2 separate regions of the Anas platyrhynchos genome follow, and region 1 is linked to region 2. Evidence: chromatin contacts called from public Hi-C data. All regions are on one chromosome and are shown on one strand. The core of a region is the stretch at or near the end of the contact, and the rest is flanking DNA. Distances in the headings are between cores, read along the strand shown. Region 1 overlaps WDR59 (WD repeat domain 59). Region 2 holds the start of CFDP1 (craniofacial development protein 1).

Evidence for each region. Hi-C and Micro-C count contacts between places; a contact is called where the count stands out from the background.
Region 1: a Hi-C map of skeletal muscle shows a contact between it and region 2, with 4 times the contacts expected there. The contact joins the enhancer-like site here to the promoter of CFDP1 in region 2. A contact is called at or near these places in 2 of 8 Hi-C or Micro-C datasets (skeletal muscle and subcutaneous adipose tissue).

Annotation. Positions count from the first base shown.
Region 1 is chr12:12,954,812-12,957,511 of IASCAAS_PekinDuck_T2T, reverse strand. It overlaps WDR59 (WD repeat domain 59), which reads left to right. Exons shown (of 29, transcript XM_072044034.1): 23 at 300-381; 24 at 2,635-2,700. Among named protein-coding and RNA genes, the nearest start is that of FA2H, 10 kb to the right of the region's middle. Within about 2 kb of position 1,256, at least 3 of the 8 cell types and tissues checked have an H3K27ac peak or open chromatin away from gene starts, as enhancers often do.
Region 2 is chr12:13,075,231-13,077,930 of IASCAAS_PekinDuck_T2T, reverse strand. CFDP1 (craniofacial development protein 1) reads left to right here and starts at 1,302. Exons shown (of 7, transcript XM_027465748.3): 1 at 1,302-1,460; 2 at 1,574-1,679; 3 at 2,232-2,442. The coding sequence starts at 1,400. TMEM170A (transmembrane protein 170A) reads right to left here and starts at 1,184. Exons shown (of 3, transcript XM_027465749.3): 1 at 1,020-1,184; 2 at 681-887; 3 at 1-402. The coding sequence starts at 1,134. The coding sequence ends at 272.

The DNA of each region.
Region 1 (2,700 bases), core at 7-2,506, 120 kb after region 2:
AGCAGAGCAGGGCAGCAGGCTGGCTGGGAACAGGACCACACGACTCTTGGCTTGGTGGTGTTCTGCCACAAGTTGGATCCCACATCCTCGTGGAAGTGGTGTCTTGGGACCAAGCTAGTTTGGAGCCTGATAAATTAGCAGTGTGCTAGGGAAGGTGAAGGGTGGGGTTGGCAGGAGGATGGCAGTGATCCCTGGAGAACAGCAGAGGGCAGGATGGGATCCTCGTCGTGCTTGCAGTTTCAGATTGATCAGCAGGTTCCGGACTGCTCGCTGAGCTCATCTGTCCGCTTGCTTTTCAGACTGAATGTGAACAATATCCAGGAGACCTGCCAGAAGAATGCTGCCTCCGCCTTGGCTGTTGGACGGAGGGATCTCGTGCAGGTATTGTGTTGGTTCAGACCTCTTTCTCAAACTGCTTGTGCTGTCACCTCGATACCCGAACAGCCAGCTGGGCTCAGCACTTCTTCCAGGGAGCCTGAAATGTTCAACAAACCGAGGCCTGTGAACCAGCTGCAGGGGTGCTCTCTATCTCCTCGCTCTTGGCATCGAGAGGTCCCTCCCCAGGGCTGCCAGCAGGGTCCTGCACACGTTTCAGGGGGTTCCTGCAGGCAGAGCTGGGGATGCAGCCCGTTTTTGAGCCTGCAGAGGAAGTAACTGTGCACAAAGCTGCCTGGCTGCTGCTCGTATTTTCATCGGTGGTTTTGCCTTACGTAATCATTCCCGTTGTAATTAGCTCAGCACTCGTCCGCACTGGCACTACGTGCAGCTGGCTTCTCCCCAAGAAGAGCCTGAGCCCAGAGACCCCAGCTTCAACGAGTAATTGGAGAAAAATGCCCATTTTGGCCAGTCCCTTGCCGTGTGATCAGCCCACAGCAACAGGCAGAGCTTTTGATAGGAGCTGGCTGTGGCTGGCACTGCCAGAGGAGCCTCTGCACCTCTCCTGAGCTTTTGGCTCCCCCTAGCTCTGGGCAGGGAATGGCCAGAGCCATACCTGGTGTAAGCAGAAACCAACTCAAGCTGTTGTCTTGCTGTCAGGTTTTTAGCTTCATGGTGGGCTCAGCTAGAGAGAAGGTAGGTCTGGTAGCCCCTGTGCTTCATTTTGCTGCCTGGTTTGCCTGGAGGAGCAGAGCTTTGGTGGAGTAACTTCAGTAGGACTTTTCTGATACCTTTTTCTTGCTTTCTTATTCCCTGGCCCGTTGTTGTGGTTTAACCCAGCCGGCAGCTAGACACCACACGGCCATTCGCTCACCCTCCCACCTTCCTCTGTGGGATGGGGGAGAGAAAAGGGAAAGTGAAGCCTGGGAGTTGAGATAGAGACAGTTTATTTAGACAGGGAAATAACAGTAACAATAATAATAATAATAACAATAATGACGATAATAGTACTGCTACTAATAACGTGTACAAACAAGTGATGCACAATGCAATTGCTCACCACCCACTGACCGATGCCCAGTCTACCCCCAAGCAGTCCAGCCACCCCTATATATTTCTCAGCACGACCCCATACGGTACGGAATACCCCTTTGGCCAGTTTGGGTCAGCTGTCCTGGGTCTGTCCCCTCCCAGCTCTTGCTGCACCCCCAGCCTGCCCGCTGGCAGGACAGAGCAAGGAGCTGAGACGTCCTTGGCTTGGTGTAAGCACTGCTCTGCAACAATTAAAACATCGGGGTGTTATCAGCACTCTTCTCATCCTAAGCCAAAACACAGCACCCTACCAGCTACTAGGAGGAAAATTAACTCTGTCCTAACTGAAACCAGGACACTCGTGTAACTCCAACCTGTTGCAGCTTGCCTTGTTCATGGCATTCATGGAGCCGTGAGCAGTGCAGTTACATAGGAGACTTGCTCTGTAGCAGTGTGGGAAATGACATCTTTCCAGGTTCCTTTCTGTGCTGTCTTGTACTTAGTTTCTTGTCCTTGTTTCAGTTTCTTTGCTCAGTTTCTCTCCAGCTCACAGTGAGCAGCTGTAGGATTATGCTTGCTGGCTGCTCTTCTGGGTACTTGGAGCTTTGTCCCCACCATCCTCCTGTGCCATCAGCTCTGGTTGTCTCCTCTGATTTGTTGTCTTTCCAGCATCACACTCTCTTTCCTTTCCTGTTTTTTTTATGCCCAACCAACAACTTTGATTTTCCCTGGCATATCATGTTTTACCTGCTCCATTTTAAAAAGGCACAGCACAAAAACCAGTCCTAGATTTGATGCAGTCGTATGCCATCAGTGGGATGGAGACTGAAAAGGGGGAACTGATTCCAGAGTAAAGTAAAGGGAGGTGAATGAAGAAGAAACATGGCATGTGAGAAAGTACTTTATCAAATTTAAACCCTTTTGTGGTTTGTGAACATAAAGTGAACTAACAGGTCTGTGTAAACTCTCCTGGTAAACTCTGAGGAAGAATAGTCTATGGTTTAACCCAGTCTTAAAGCAGCTGGGACAGGGAAGGCATCAGCTGTGTGTTATTCTTGATATAATTTGTCACACTGGGGCTGGAACTGCTCCCTCTTGGTTTTAAAACACAATAAGTAAAAAAAATGCCATTCATATTTATCTGCGAGTGAATCTGTGCACACCTATACCCTCGCAGTCTGGCTGTTTCTAATTGTAGCTTTGATGTTTTTCCTTCCTGTCTGCCAGGTTTGGTCGCTGGCCATGGTAGCCACTGATCTCTGTCTTGGACCGAAGTCTGACCCAGATTTGGAG
Region 2 (2,700 bases), core at 53-2,552:
GGAGCTAGCCCAGCCGTTACGGTGGCACACGAGCAACAGAAGTTACAGAAAGCACGTTCTCCAGTGCACGTTTGTGGCACATAGCCCTTCAGATCAGGCTCTGCCACCAGCCTGGAGGCAGAAAGCCTTCACACGGCCTCGAGCAGGGGAGGAAGCGCACACTGAGGCACCCCTCGAGTTGCGCTCCCTTGTTACTCGATTCACAGAGCCCAGGAGTGGGGCAGGTCTTTGGAGTCCCTTCCATTTTCAAGCGCTAACATCCGAAAGAAAGCTAGAGAGTGGCTAAAATCCGTAGGAACGAAACCACCACCACACAGAACGTCTGACCCACGCCTAAAATGAGGGCTTCGAAGGGAATCATGTTTTTCCCTGCGGCTCTGTAAACTCCTGCGATGGCAGCACCTGCGGAGAGGGGGAGAAAGCAGAAAGGTTACTGCGTGGCGTGGAAAACACACGGCTGTGCCACGGGGAGGGGGCTACAGCCCAGCGGGCTGGATATGTGATAAATCTTATCCACCAGGCAACGAATGTGGCTGGCAACGGGGATTAATGGAGAAAAGCATTGGCAGAGCTCTGCCAAGCCCCCCGTGAGGTGCTGAGCTGTCTGGGGGCAGCCTCTGGCTCCAAACCACGATGAGCCAGCCCACAGACACGGCCCATTTTTTACACAGCCCCCAAACCTGGGTGTTTTTTGCCCAAAGCGGCCGGTGCCGTACTGGTGAGGATGCCGGCGGTGATGGGTCCCACGATGCCCATCAGCAGCAGGCCCAGCGACATGAAGCGGCCGTACTTGTGGCGCCGCAGCGTGAAGAGGGCGAGCAGGGCGGCGGGGACGTGGAAGGAGAGCGAGGAGACGAGCGCCCAGAGGAACACCCCGTACCACATCTCTGCGGGGGGACGGCGCGTCATGGCGGGGCCGGGCAGGCCCGGGCTAGGCCCGAGGTAGGCCCAGCGGCCTCCAGCGGCCCCCCGGGAAGGCCGGGCCCGGCTCCCAGCCCCGTTCTCGGTTGTGTCCGTACCTGAGAAGGCCGCCAGCGGGTTGGAGTAGGCGGCGGTGCCGTTACCGGAGCGCGGCACCAAGCGCAGGCTGAGGATCTGCTGCAGCAGCCCGCCGCTCGCCTCGCCGCCCTCCATCGCTTCACCAGCCCCTCCCTCCTCCCCCCGCCTCGACCAATAGGAGAGCGCAGCGCGCTGACAGGCACCTCCATCCACCAACCAGCACCGCGCTGCCATGGCAACGGCTGCGGGGCGCCACCCGGAAGCGGAGGGGCTGCGGGCCGGGCTTCCCTCCAGGGCGGACAGCGGGGTCCTCCCCTCTAGGGGGCGCTGGAGGGCGGCGGCGGCGGCGGGGGCGGCGCTCTGGCGGCGGCGGCGGCTCTCGGTGGTTACCGGCGGCTCCATGTCGGGCTGTGAGGAGGAGGCGTACAGCTCGGCCGAGGACGAGGACTACGTGCCCTCGGGTGAGCCTCCCGCCGGGCCGGGGCTGGTTAGGGGAGCTTAATTAATCACCGGGGAGCTTAATTAATCGCCGGGGGGCCTAACGAGCGCGGTGCGTTGCCGGTTGTGCCCGCAGGCGCGGAGTACAGCGAGGATGAGGGCGGCGAGCTGCTGGAGGAGGAGGAGGAGGCGCGGCCCCGGGCAGCCCGCGGCAGGAGCAGCCCCCGCCGGCCCGCAGCCAGGTAGGGACGCGGCCGTGACGGGGAATTCACCGAAATTTGGCTTGTTTTTGGCGCTGTGCGGTGCTCCGCGAGGGTTTGTGGTTGGAAGGATGCTCGGTGAGGAGAAATGCCTCGTTTTGGTGCGTGTTATGGCTCGGGGCTGGGGGTTAAAAGGGTGGGAAGCCTCGGGACCCTCACCAGGGGCTGATTAGATCCGTTAATAATGCCCTTAATTAAGCAGTTTTTCATCTGGGCATCCTAAAACCATACATATAAGGCATATTTAAGGCCTCCTCACCTGGAGGTTCCTCCACGATCCACCTGTATGCCCACACTGTATGCCCCCCTATAAGCCCCATTTAGGGCTTCTCACCACGTTTTCCACCTAATTACTGTCATTTCTGATCAGGGCAGGCCTGTAATTAACCAGCTCACCCCCTCCGAGGTTAGGGGAAGCCTCCCAGGGTGCTGTAGCCAGAATACGGGGCGTCTGTATTGTTTTGCCCAACTAAGTTTGGTGTCTGGGGTGGTGCTGCAGGGTCTCAGTGCGGTTTTTTGGGTGTCTGCTTCCAGGAAGAGGAAGAAAGGAGGCCTCGTGCTAGAGCCCGATGAGAAAGAGGAAGGCAAGGCTCAGGAAAGTGAAGAGGAGGAGGTGGACGACTTGAAGCAGGCAGAAAAAGACAGGGAAGAAGAAGAGAAAAAGAAAGAGGACGCGCTTTGGGCCAGCTTCCTTAGCGATGTGGGACAGAAGCCCAAAGCAGCGGTGGCCACGCAAGCTGACAAGGTACCGGGGCCTTCACCGAGGGGATGTGTTATAAATGGCATTCCTCACAGATGTGTGTGGGAAGGGGCTGAAGTTGGGAAGTGCTGGTTCTGGCTGGTGGAGGGGATGGATTTGCTCCTGCCCCATCCATCTTATAAGTCTGGAGCCCCACCATGGGCAAAACATATGCAGCTGGTGGTCTTCCAGACAGGGAGGTCTACAGTCTGATGGCGCTGATTTTTTTGGAGATGCTCATAAGCATCCTGGAGTGTCCCATGG